Regions from separate parts of the Gossypium hirsutum genome. Here region 1 is linked to region 2. A link is a contact called in public Hi-C data. All regions are on one chromosome and are shown on one strand. Each heading gives the region's core, a stretch centred on a gene start, on an enhancer-like site or on the middle of the called end of the contact. The rest is flanking DNA. Distances are from core to core; before and after follow the strand shown.

Evidence for each region. A called contact is a pair of places that touch in the nucleus more often than the background predicts.
Region 1: a Hi-C map of leaf shows a contact between it and region 2, with 4 times the contacts expected there. The contact joins the promoter of LOC107945928 here to the enhancer-like site in region 2. A contact is called at or near these places in 12 of 34 Hi-C or Micro-C datasets (anther, callus, hypocotyl and 1 more).

The regions. Positions count from the first base shown.
Region 1 is chrA06:91,849,970-91,857,309 of Gossypium_hirsutum_v2.1, forward strand. It overlaps LOC107945928 (external alternative NAD(P)H-ubiquinone oxidoreductase B2, mitochondrial), which reads left to right and starts at 1,587. Exons shown (of 11, transcript XM_041115686.1): 1 at 1,587-1,892; 2 at 2,028-2,172; 3 at 2,806-3,127; 4 at 3,235-3,441; 5 at 3,574-3,824; 6 at 4,000-4,219; 7 at 4,308-4,412; 8 at 4,508-4,780; 9 at 4,860-4,981; 10 at 5,144-5,263; 11 at 5,370-5,670. The coding sequence starts at 2,084. The coding sequence ends at 5,457.
Region 2 is chrA06:91,733,706-91,740,353 of Gossypium_hirsutum_v2.1, forward strand. No RefSeq gene overlaps it. Among protein-coding and RNA genes, the nearest start is that of LOC107945895, 13 kb to the left of the region's middle. Within about 2 kb of position 5,381, at least 1 of the 9 cell types and tissues checked has an H3K27ac peak or open chromatin away from gene starts, as enhancers often do. A contact at or near this core is called in leaf, where this site is marked.

The DNA of each region.
Region 1 (7,340 bases), core at 337-2,836, 110 kb after region 2:
TCTTCGATCGAAGGTCCATCCGTGGTTCGATTGAGCTGATTTTTGGACAGCAGCTAGGTGATAAGGTGTTCTTGACTTTGTACGGTCGGATTTTTCATCCGAGTCTTGTAGCGTCGGAAATACCCATTTTTCAGCAGCTACGTTTTTGGTGATGTTCTCTCATTTTTCTCTCTTTTGCTAAAGATTACATGTTGTTAGCCTTGTCGGTGTTGAATGCTTGTTGTAGGCTTGATATTGTGATCTTGTAGTTGAACATTTGATGATAGTTGAGCTCTTTATCGGACTCTAAAGTCCCGTGGTTTTTACCCTTAATTTAGAGGGGTTTTCCACGTAAAAATATCGGTGTCTCTATTTTTTTTGTTGTGGTTGCATTAGTTGATTTGTGGTTGATTAAGGTTGCTAGAGAACATATCTTGTGCTATTGTGCTTGCCATAATTTTTACAGGAGTTATAAGGAGAGAAAGAACACCGGTTGTGCTTTCGCTTTGTTTCGGTTGTTCGGTTTCTTCCCAACATATATAACTAAAATAAGTTGTTTTAATTTTTATAATTTAATTGGCTCACAATATAAAAATGAATTAAAAATAATATAAATTAGAATTTGAACATGAATATGAATCCATTGACAGGTTAAAATCCATATTTAAAACATTTGATACTTATATTGATTTTAGTATGTTAATGTTGATATTTTAAGAGTGGCCACCATACATTATTTATATTATTTACTTTTAAAAAAAATAAATTGGATTCCATAAATTATGGACCGCTTATTGATTACCAAAAGAGAACATGAAAAATATGCTTTGCGGCAAAGGAAAACATGGAGGTTGTCAGCAATGTTTGTGGTGTGTGTACAAAACAATGACGTAAAGCATGCTAATTGCCGACTTTATTACCACCTTCTATTTGACCACCTAACATTCTGCAATTAACAGCCTGTCCTTTATATGCTCATTCTGTATATGTACTTTTCTCTTCCAATATTACGCCTGCCTTTCTTTCTTTCTTTTTTTTTCCCGCCTTTAATTTTAGGAAGGCTTCATGATTTTATTTTATTTTGATTTCAGTGATTATTAAAATATTTTTTATTTCTTGATATTTAACACGTTTTATTTATGGTTCAAAGATTAAATTTTAATTTTTATTAAAAATTTAAAATTCTAATTAATTTGTTTTTTTAGTATATGTCATTATCATGAATTTTTAAAATGTCAATATAAGAGTTTTTTTAGACAGCCAATATAAAAAATTTAATTAATTAGAATTTTAAATTTTAAATTTTAAATTTTAAATTTTGAATTTTTAATAAAATAAAACTTTTAGAATAACAAGATTATGATTTGAGTGAATAAAATTTTATATATAAATAATTAATTCTAAAATAAAATGAAGCTTTTAATGAAATAATAAAGACAAAGAAAATTACTGTATTTTAAATTCAAATTCATATTTTTTAAAATTTTACATTATTTTAAATGACAAAAATACCCTTTATTGTTTTATAAAAAGAATTGATTGTTAAAAGGAAATCAATATATTACATATGATTTGTAATTTTTTTTTGGGGGGGGGGTGGGGTTCAAAACCCTAATTAGGTTCAACGGTCTATCCAAGAAAAAAACATGAATCATTGAAAAATCTCTTAAATTAAAGAAAGAGAATAAGAAAAAATAAATTCCGAGGATTGATGGATCCAACGGACACAGGTTTTTCACAGAGACGTAGCGGTCATAATGTAGTGACGGCGGCGCAATTAAGGATCCAGATACTATTTAATATTTAATTCATTAAAATATTTTGACCAAAAATTATATAATAATGATTCCATAAATATAGTAGCACATTGCCGCCTCTGCCTTGCTCTCCAAGTCATTGAAAAAGAAAGCGAGGTAGTAAAGACCTGGAACCATCGTGTGACAACGCCACGAACCTCGCGTTTCTCATCTACTCTTTTTCTTTTTTTTTCTTCTTCTGCCTTTTTGTATTTTTAATACGTAACCGCTTTCTCTGTGATTTTCCTCCAGTTTTCTTGGTTCATATAGGCTAAACAAGTAAAAGAACAGATCTACAGAGCACCAAGATGAGGAACTTCAACTTCTTCGGGAGACTATCCAGGGCTTTTAATGATTATCCTTCTCTTTCTAAGGTCATCGTCGTCTCTACTATCAGGTGCTTTTTTCATTCCTTCTTTCTTTCTTTTTTTCCCCCATTTTTTAAGCATTTTTCTTGTGTTTATAACTTTATATACAAATATTTTATTTGCTTTTTGGTTCTATGAAGTTGTTAAGCATGACCTGAGTGCCTCTTTGTGTTTCTATTTTTTTATTATCATAGATTTAGTTTCTTAATATTGATTTGTGGTTCATGCTGTTTTTTGTTTGTAGATTCTCTCTGCATTTAGATAGGCGATTGTTTTTAGGCCCATCTGATGAATGATGTTTTTTTTTTTTGAGATTTTGAGCTGAAATTTGGAATATTGAAATGCTCTGTCAGAAGTCTGAAGAACAGAGCAAATATGTTTTGAATTATAGGGAGGAAGAGAACTGTCATCTCTGCCTAAAGGCCGGTGTCAGTGAATTATGCACGCTAGGAAAATTGAAGCTTTATTTGCTTCTTTAAAATTGTAAAGGAAATGGGAAAAGATCTAAAAATTTGTCCTGTTTGAATGTATCTGCAAAGTTTAGGAGCTTGAGTGCGTAATTTATTAATTTCTCAAGATTAGTTAAAAACGAACTGTATGTTTGAAACTTTCCATTAAGCATTCTCCTTCAGCTCTAAGTCTATTGCATTTTTTTGGTGCAGTGGTGGGAGCCTTATAGCTTATGCTGAAGCAAACGCATTCAATGGCAGTAAGGGCCATATTGCTCATGCTGATGCGGTGGCATCTAATGATGACCGTCGAATTGCTTCATCTGAACAAGTTCCCAAGAAAAAGAAGGTGGTGCTGCTTGGAACTGGTTGGGGAGGAATGAGTTTCCTGAAGAGCCTGAATAACACTAATTTTGAGGTGCAGGTTGTTTCTCCTCGTAATTTCTTTGTGTTCACCCCATTGCTACCAAGTGTTACATGTGGCAAAGTAGAAGCCCGCAGCATTGTTGAGCCAATTCGCAACATCATCAGAAAGGTAATGTGGATTTGTCAATGAAAATAAGATCTTGTATATTGTGGAAATCAGAAAAAACCAATTCTAAATGAATTCTGATGATGGTTTCCTGTTTCATGCTTGAGCAGAAAAATGTGAACATCAGTTACTCTGAAGCTGAATGCGTAAAAATAGATCCCAATAATAAGAAAATTTACTGTCGCGCTACTATAGACAGCCATTCAAAGGGGGAAGAAGTGTTTGCGGTAGACTATGACTACCTTATTATAGCTGTGGGAGCTCAGGTTAACACCTTTAATACCCCTGGTGTCATGGAAAATTGCCATTTCCTAAAGGTAAGCTCTGTTTCCGTGCTTTATTTAGTATTGGGGAAACATGTGATAGAAACCATTTTCGCTTCTCTTAATACCATTATGTTTGTTTTGTTTTGTTTTCTTTCATTCTAAGCAGCAAGATTCTTTGGGCAGGAAATTGATGATGCTCAGAAGATTCGTAAGAATGTTATTGATTCCTTTGAGAAGGCAAGCTTACCAAATTTAAGTGATGAGGAGAGAAAAAAAATCCTTCACTTTGTTGTTGTTGGCGGTGGCCCAACTGGTGTGGAATTTGCAGCAGAACTTCATGACTTTGTCAATGAGGATGTGGTCAAGCTATATCCAAATGTCCAAGACTTGGTGAAAATAACACTTCTTGAGGCTACAGATCATATTTTGAACATGTAAGAATGTGAATGTCCAAATTCCCTTTAAAGATAAGTAGTCCTATGTTTTCCATCATCATCATTATCCTGATACCTGCTATCACTGAGAACTGAGAAGCTTTAGTGTTTATGTTAAGATATTTATTTCACAATCTGAAGTTATATGAAGCTTTTAAGGCGTTTTTCTTTTCAGGTTTGACAAAAGAATCACAAATTTCGCGGAACAGAAATTTGGAAGAGATGGCATTGATGTGAAATTGGGGTCAATGGTCACCGGCATAAATGAAAATGAAATATCTACAAAAGTTAGAGGTAATGGCGAAAAAACTTCAACGCCATATGGAATGGCTCTCTGGTCAACTGGCATTGGACCTCGTCCTCTCATAAAGGAGTTCATGAAGCAAATTGGTCAGGTAATATATATTTGGTCACTCATACCAATTAGTTTGCACAACTCGTCTAACTATACTCTCTGAGCCACCATGAATTCTGTTGTAAAAGGGTAATAGGCGTGCTTTAGCAACGGATGAATGGCTGCGAGTTGAGGGATTTGGTAACATTTATGCACTTGGCGACTGTGCTACTGTTAACCAGCGGAAAGTCATGGTACCTATTTGTAATGTTTTGCTATTTCTTAATGATTTTTGGTTATTGCTAGTATTGATATTTCTTTGTTCCTTGTAATTTCCAATAAATTTTAGGAAGATATATCAGAAATATTTAGAAAGGCAGACAAGGACAACTCGGGAACACTTACAGTGAAAGAATTTCAAGAGATCATTGATGATATCTGTGAAAGATACCCTCAAGTGGAGCTTTATCTGAAGAACAAGCAGGTGCGTAACATGGTTGATCTTTTGAAGGAAGCCAAAGGGGACGCTGCAAAGGAATCCATGGAGCTGAATATTGAAGAATTTAAATCAGCTCTTTCTGAGGTCGATTCTCAGATGAAGAATCTTCCAGCAACAGCACAGGTAATTATTTTAGTTCATTTAGTGCACAGTGGGACTAAATTAATGCATTTCCAAGGCATTAACCATCCACATGTTTCAGGTTGCAAATCAGCAAGGCGCCTATCTTGCGAAGTGCTTCAACCGTATGGAGGAGTGTGAAAAGAACCCTGAAGGTCCCCCTAGGTTCAGGGGAACAGGTCGTCATCGATTCCATCCCTTCAGGTACAAACTGAACATATTATCAGCGTTTCAGATTTTGAGAGATGAGATCACTCAAACTTTGACAGGGGAAAGCAATCAATATGATAGCTTTAATCTAATGTTTTGATACAACATCCGAGGAAAATTATACCATTGTCATAAATGCGGTTGATGTTTTTACAGGTACAGACACTTGGGACAATTTGCTCCTTTGGGAGGGGAACAAACAGCTGCACAACTTCCAGGTGATTGGGTGTCTATAGGACACAGTGAGCAATGGCTTTGGTATTCTGTCTACGCAAGGTACTAAACCAAGCTTCTTGCTTCTGAATATGAATGAGAGTTAGTTTAGAAATCGATTTGTTGAGGCCGTGTGTCTAAAATATATTCTTGTTTTGTTAAAACACAGCAAGCAAGTCAGTTGGCGCACAAGGGCATTGGTGGTCTCAGACTGGATAAGGCGTTTTATTTTCGGGAGGGATACCAGTGGCATTTAAAAGGTCCCTGGGCAACTTACAAACATTAAGATGTCTACAGTTTGGGATTGAATGCTGTAGAAAAATTTTGGTTTTTCCTTTACCATTTACCAATTCATTCATTTGATAATAATTGCTGCCTTGCTTTGGCGGTTTTGAAATGAATTTTGTTACAAGTTTATACTGGTTTTTGAACTTTATATCTGAGATCCGTGAAAAATATACCTATTTGCATATTGTTATCTCTTCTCCAAGTTCTTATAATTGTGTTTTCCCAAATTGAAATTCATAGGAGGACTAAACCAGCAAGAGAGGTCCCACATTCAAAGCTCTCTACCCTTGTATTTTCCATCTGAAATGGGCTTGTCTTTGTAAATACGACTGGGCTGCTTTAACAATGTGTACATATAATTTCAGATTAAGGTCTGACATCCAAACCGTAAATTAGCATTATAAACATCCCATAGCTCATCATTTTAGTTTTCTTTTTAGTAGGAACTCACTTGGAGGTTTATTCTATTACCTTTGAAGTTAAAATATCGTATAAGTTTTTTCTACTTTTTAGCTCAATTACTATTTTTTATTAAATTTAGATTAATTAGGTCAATAAATATTTAGTGTGTGTATATTTATTTTATTTCAAAATGTTGCAACAAAATAAATAAATATAATAACAATAATAATTAGATTTAAATTTTGAAGTCTGAAATATGAAATGATTAAATTCTTAGACATAAAATTACAGGGACTAAATTCTTAATTTTTGAAAAATACAATGTTATGGTAGATTTAATTGTACTTGGGCCATTAAACTAGTTTTCAATGTCATAAGCATTGTAAGTGATTTTAGAAGTTAATTTTTAACTAGTTTTCAAATAGAGTATTTTAAACTATTGTTGTCAATGAAAATAATAGTCTTCTTAATTTTTAAATAATATACAAATTTTGAGCTATATAAAAAGTTACTACAATCTTAATTTAAAAAAAAATCGATAAAACATGCAACAATTATAATAATAGTTTACGTTAAAAAAAAATCGATAAAACATGCAACAATTATAATAATAGTTTACGATAAGTAGGGAAGATTTTTATACTATTTTAATAAACATATTTAGCAATAGTGATTTAACATTTTACTTTCTTTTCAAAATAGACTCGCAAAATATTTTTCACCTACACTGAACAAATGATAGATAGATAAACAAAAAAATAAATATTTCTAAGTATACTTTCTTCACACAAAATAAACAAAGAAAAATAAAAATAATAATATCATATTACTATATTACCTCATTATCAATTAAAATATTCTTCGATCGCTTTCCAATGTCATTGTTGTTTAGATACAATTCTGTAACACTCCTTACCTGGTCCGGTCATCGAACTCGAGCAGTAAGGTGCTACAACAGACTACAAAACAGTTACACACAATTCATAATTCAAAAATTCAATTAAATATTTAAATAATTACATATATTCAATTATATCATGTATTACAACCAAATTCGGGTTTAATTCGAGCTTACAAAATCTCTAAAATTGATTCGACATCAAACAAGTATCATTTTGAAACTTTTACAAATATATGGGAAATTTTGCAAAAAAAGGGTCACACGGCTGTGTGGAAGGTTGTAATCGTGTGGAATTGGAGTCACACGGTCATGTATCCAGACCATGTAACTCACTGTGATCGTGTGGACCAAAATGTAATTATTCAACAAAAAATCAGACGGTTGTGTGGCTGAGCCATGTAACAAACTTAAGCTGTGAGAAACCAAATGAACATAGCAACAGCTAGTCACATGAGCGTGTGGCTAGCTTGTATAACAAATGAAAATCGTGTGCTATTTATACATGTTATAATTTAGTAGCACACGGTTGTGTCGCTATCCCATGTATGA
Region 2 (6,648 bases), core at 4,131-6,630:
CCTTTTAGTTTCAGCATCAAAAAAATTGATTTTTAAGTGTTCTTCTACATATTTTTGGCTACCATTGTTATTGTTTTCAAGCTTCCTCAAGAAAAGCCCAAGCTTTTCTCATTCTTCTTGTGTTTTTATTTATGTTTATTATGTGTGATTATTGTTCTTTGTTTGTTTAAATCTGAGTTTGGGTAACGAAATCATAGGTGTTTGGTTGGTAACTAATTTGTCTAAATTGGTAAAATTGAGGTCTGAAGGTAAATTAAGCCAATTTAGGAGTAATAATGATTTAGATTCCTAATTCAAAGGATAACCAACCACATAGAAATCAACCAACCACTTTCTATTATTGTATCTGTTAGTTTCATACTTTGCTTGATTTACAATTTAGTCTTTGTTCATTTCTAGATAATTAATTAGTGTAATTAACCTTTTGTATGGCTTGTCTTATTATAATTGCTTAGTGAGTAGTTAGCTATCACTTAATCGTCGACTTCTGTGGGTTCAATCCTTGAAGTACTCCGGTGTTTCATTAAACATTAGAATACAACTGACTGCTTTATTATTTGATTGTGTTAGTGTTGATTTCTCATCCTCGGTGATTGCGTGTCAATGGCCGGGGCACAATCATATAATAGCCAACTCTCAAGGATAAAGTGTGTTGGTATCATGGCTTACTTCTAGTATGAAACTTAAAGAGAAAATAGAGAGGTAATAATGATCTCCTAATGCTTAAGCACGAGAGTATTGTGCTAGTTATGTACGAGTGGGAGATATTGGATTTGAATGCCCTTAATAGACACCCATTTCTAATTTTTTTTTAGGCTAAAAGGTCAAAAAGGCCCTCATTAAAAAATAAAAAAATTAATTGAGCATTTATGAAAAATATGCACCTAATTGATTTTTTATTACACGATGCCTCTAATGAAGCAATCGACCCTTCAGTCAACAAAAACTGTTAATTAACCCTTCAACTTTTTTTTGTTACATGACAAAGTGCACATAATTGAGTTCTCGGTGACAAAAAAAAAGAGTAACCATGAAAAAATACACTTAATTGAGCTCTCAGTGACAAAAAAAACACCAAATTGAACCCTTTAATTTTCTTTTTATTACATGATGGCAGGTTATTATTATTTTAATACAATATTAGATAAATAATTTTGGTACATTCCAAAGCAACAAGGCAAAAAGTTAGAATATGCAGGTGGGTGAAGGTATAAAATTTGCAATTTTGTTTTCCTGTTTACGATATTTTGCACAATAATGGAGACGAGGATGTTGAGTGATTAAAATAACTGGAATAAAACATATGATGAAAATAGATTGATGACATTCACTATTCATACTTCATAATAACTCTTGTATGGATAATCAACCAATAACTTTCAAGTAAGATGCAAATTAACCAAATCTTGCATGATTTAACCATTAAGCTCTTCTTTTGTTCCAGAAAAAACTTGGCATAACAAAAGATAATCAAGTTAGGTGAAACAAACATGTCAGTTATGATAAAAAGAGACATTAATATGGATATCTTTCAAAGAAGACATGAGAATGATTCCTATACTATATGTGTGTGAAAGGAATGAGCAGAGAGCGTGATGAGATGATGATATGATGTTACATGCAGAATGAGAGTAAGATTGATTTTTGAAGCAAAAGAGATAAGCTTTGGGTTGGCCACTAAATCTCAGTTGCATTATGCCAGTGCTTTATCTGATCTCACAACCAAAGCAATTAAACCATTTAGATATGGGGGCAGTGGGAAATCCTCCAAGCACTGTGCTTGGATTTATCAGGCAATTAGCTAGTTCATGTTTGAAGCCTAACCTTTTTCCCTTTGCAATCCATGAAATTTAATCAGTTTTCACTTCATCATTTAAGCCTACTTCAGCATTCGTTATCGTGACGTGAATGCCTTCTTCTTATTTTGCTTCTCCTTCACATATCATCATCTTCACCTTTTCATCTAAAACATATTATTTTACCCACTTTGTTTAATAATCATATTAAGTAAATAGCTGAAATAGATTAAAATAATGAGATATTTAACTTCTATCCAACAATTTTTAAATATTATATTATTAATATCATAATTAAGTATTAAATCATTTTTAAAAATAAATATTTACTTTTTATCAAACAAAATATTCCATACATCATTTTTATTAATTTACCAATCAATTTTCTAATATAAATTTATTACTTATAATAAAATTTAGTACTAAAAAATTATTATTTAATTTTGAACACTTAATTCTTCAGTTTATCAAATAGTTTATGTTATGCTTGTCTTTTTATTTTTAAAAATTTATTAATATATATATTAGGACTTTTTTGGATGATTGGTGTGTTTATCTGCGATTGGTATAAAAATAATAGTGACGGTAAAATTAAATATTGTAACGATACTATAGTATAAGATAAAAAAAAAAAACTAAACACATCGCATTGGAAATAAACAGGAAACTTAATTAGGCAATAAACTATTATAAAAAATCATTATGTTATACATACAGATACTTTTATCAATTAATCTAAATTATTTATTTATCAACCATTCTTTTTACTAAAGACGAAGACATCCATTTCTTCTTGGCCAATGAGCCATCAACAAGTGGCAACCAAGTGAAGTCTTCTAATCCATCATAGTAGAGACCAACCCATGTATCCATTGATTTTCTTATCAATTTTTTAAAAGAATTTATTAAAAATATGTGAATGAAAAATTTCAATTCCACCAGTATGATTAAAGAGTAACATTTGTGATTTTTTAGTTAATTCTTTTAATATTATATGAACACGTTAACAACTTGTGTTTTTTTTTGTGAAGTCTAAAATAAATATTATAAATTTTAAAAAAAAAAACCTTTTTTAAAGTTGGAAAGAGTTAGGTGTTATGGATTTTCCCTCTAATTAGTATGAACTTTTTTCTATTCTAACTCTAATATATGATGTGTGAGTTAGTTGTATTTATTAAAAATGGCTATAACTGTAAATTGCTTCAATATAATTACTTTGAATAAATTCTTTTTCATCCTTATATATTTACATTTAAATTGATAATGTTAAAAACAATCTGTTTGCTTGAAGAAAAGAAATATTTAAATATTTATAAAAATTCAATATCAAACTCAGATTATTAATATAATGATATTCTATCAATTTTAGTGAAGTTGTATAGTATTTTTTTTATTTTTTATTTTGTAAATTAGTTAAAATAAAATAATTGTACAATAAGTTGGTTGAGTCTTAACTTTATTAGCATGAGTATTGTTTTCAATCTAGAAGGACATGGGTTTAAATACGCTGAAATGCATTATCCTCCTATTTATGGGTTAGGGAGGGATTATGAGTAATTTTAAGCATTATCTCAAAAATAATATTTACGAACAAAACCTATAATGAGATTGTACAACAAATTATTTTTCTACTAGAGATTACAATATTAGAGGTAAAATAACATATTTACTTGCTTAAAAAACCAAATGTAAATTAAAATAATATTTACTTTATTATATTATATTTTATTATTAAAACTTAAATCTAAGAGTGGAACCATTTTAAATATAACTAAAAAAAGAATTATTTTGAAATTTTAAAAACTAACCCAAAATTTATTGTTTCCATATTTGTTCACATTCCTTCTTTTATATTATACTAGTTTTCTTACTCAACAATGCATAGGTTTAGTTGTAGATATTAATTTTATTATTAATGATGGGTATTGAATCCACCAAAAACAAATCTTACACCTAAAAATAAAATATAACAATCTCACAATAAATGTTTTGATAGTGTTTGAATTTCTCACAACTAGTGCACTTTGTGACCAGTTCTACGCCCAACAAACTTGCAATTTTGCATAAAATTAAGGAAGGGGATTAAAGTATAATGAAATTAAATAGAAATAAGAACACAGTAAAATAATAAATAGAAATTGATTTTTTGAAATAAAATAAAATAAATTGAATTGATGAATGTTCCAATCTTGGGTAGGACGTCGATCTTAGTTCCAAAATTGATAACGGACTATGGATGTCTTATTGCTCACTGGTAAATTATTTATAATGATTGAGGATGCCTCAACCACCATTTCTTCTTTAATCTTAAATTAATTGTAGAACCACTAAATGATTAACTCTTACTAAACGACTGTCAATTTATTGATTGTCCATAAAAACCCCAAATCGATATGTTAACTATGGATTTAGAATTTTGAAGTCTCCTATCTATTTTTTACAAAATCAATATAGTGGTGCCAATCCCAAATTGTCAATTATTGTATCGATTTAAAGTTCTTATGCACAATTCATATTATTTCAAAAATTAAATTTTTTTTAAAAAAAAAAAGCCAAAGAAGAGAGAGTGAGAGACAAATGGAAGGCATCCAAATAGTTTTGTAAAAATAAAAATAAAAGGACCTTATAAAATTAAAAAGATTAGGTCCAAAATTTTGGACCTCAAATCATTAGCAGGAAGTGTGTGTATATTTTCAAACTATATAATCAGTGATCATTAACTATATAATCACCTCAAACAATTAGATTTTCTGAGCATTCACATTATCAACAATAATTTTAAGTCAGACTTCATTCAACCTATCAACACCCATGCCATCCTCCTCCAGTACCCTATTTATCTTCATTCTCCACTAATGACTTTGTTAGCTATGTAGTCTTCCTTTTCGCTTCAAATCATCATTCTCCTCTTTCATTTCTGCCAAATCTTATCCGATTTGGAATATGAGTTTAAAATTTTAAATTTTACTTAAATCCATTAGTATTTACAAATAGTTAATCCAAACTCATTTTAGGTCTACTTATATTATTTTTTTTAATGTAAATTTTAATAATTTTTTTAATTAAAATTTTATATAGCCATCTTAACATTTTCTAAGATATACATTACAGTTGCTTATGTATTACTATATATTTAATTTTCATATGTTATAAATTAATAATTTATAAAATTGGTGAGGAATCCACTTATACCGATATAAAACTTAAATGGTTTTACACTCTTTTGTAACTTTTTATACCGATATAAAATTTTAGATGCATGACCAATACAAACATATTGACAATTTCAATGGTTGGATAAATTACGGAATTGTGTAAAACCGCATAAGTTTTAAACTGATTTAAATGGATCCCTTTCTTATAAAAATAATATAATATAAAAAATTATAAAATTTAAAAAATGAATTAAATTCGACTAAACTCAAACCTTAAATATTCAAACCTAAATCCGATTAATATTTTATACGGACTTAAATTTTTACTAATCTAATTTTTCTGGCTTATTTCATCGTACCCCTCCAAAATTTGAACGGCACTTGAAGGACCTCGGGATCACCATAAAGCCCTCTTAGAGCTTCGATAGGCTAAGCCCATTTCACCAATACCAAGATCTGGATAGCCCGTATGAAACGAATTCCTCATACCCATTATCTTTCTAGCTTGTGACAATGATTCTGAATTTCCCATGGCTTGGCATTATGTCTATTAACTACATCATCTTCTTGTTTATTCTGTGATTGTTCATCCATTTGTTGTTGCTTCTTCTATGTATTCCCAGATTGTGCAACGAAATCAAGTCTCCTCATTGCATTGTCTGCATTAGCCATGAACATGTATCTATGAAATCCAAATCTTTTTTGTGGGATACTGAAACAGGAAGAGAAAGTGCTCTCACCGCAAAGCGAACCTTAAAATATCTCCTACATGGGTTTAAAAGTAGTCATTTTCTCCAAATTTATCTCTAAAGAGGAAAAATCTTAATTAAATTAATAAACTTTGATTTAGTGTATCTATGCATATTCCCTTTTTCACTTAATTTGTTGAATAATTAAACAATGAGATTGAATTTAACTAAAGATTTGGGAATGAGATTGTTACTCGATTTATGAGTTTGGTCTGCCGGAATTTTTATTTTACTCTCAAACTCGTTTTCAAAAATAAAAAAATATTTTAAAGTTGTTAAAATTTATGTTTTAGTTATTACTAAATTATTTAAAAGTTTCTGTGTAATTAAAAATTGTTATTGTATAACATTCTCTATTCGTATCGATTATACCAGCCGAAAGTTCTCATTTCCCTTTTTTACTTCAATTCATTTTTTTCACAAAACAACTTTGAACATTGTAAATCTGCAAACCAAAGTCTAAATAGCTTTCCTCTTATTTCTGACACAAATCGACTTGGACTTAAGACATGTTCTTTTACTCATCGATTTGCACTACTCAACCGTACCGATTGTCAAATCATCACTTGAAACTTGCTAGTCAAACTTTTTTTTTTAAAGAAAAAGCCTTAACAACTTAAATAAAAACTTTTAAACAGTATAGTGATCATTTTAAAATTTTTTAAAGTTGAGTGACTAAAACATAAATTTAATAATAATTTAGTGACCTTCAGAATATATTTGAACTAATTTCAAATTATAAGTAACAATTTTATTAAAAAAATAAAAGTAATATTATATCCTAAAAAAATTACTAATAATTAACCTGTAAATAACAAAAATATGAATTTCTTAATATATTTAATAAATTATTTTTTTCTCAGAATTTAATTAATTAAATGTATAAAAAAATAAAGTTCAAAAAGTATTACATTCATATTTCAAATATATATATATATATTGCATTTG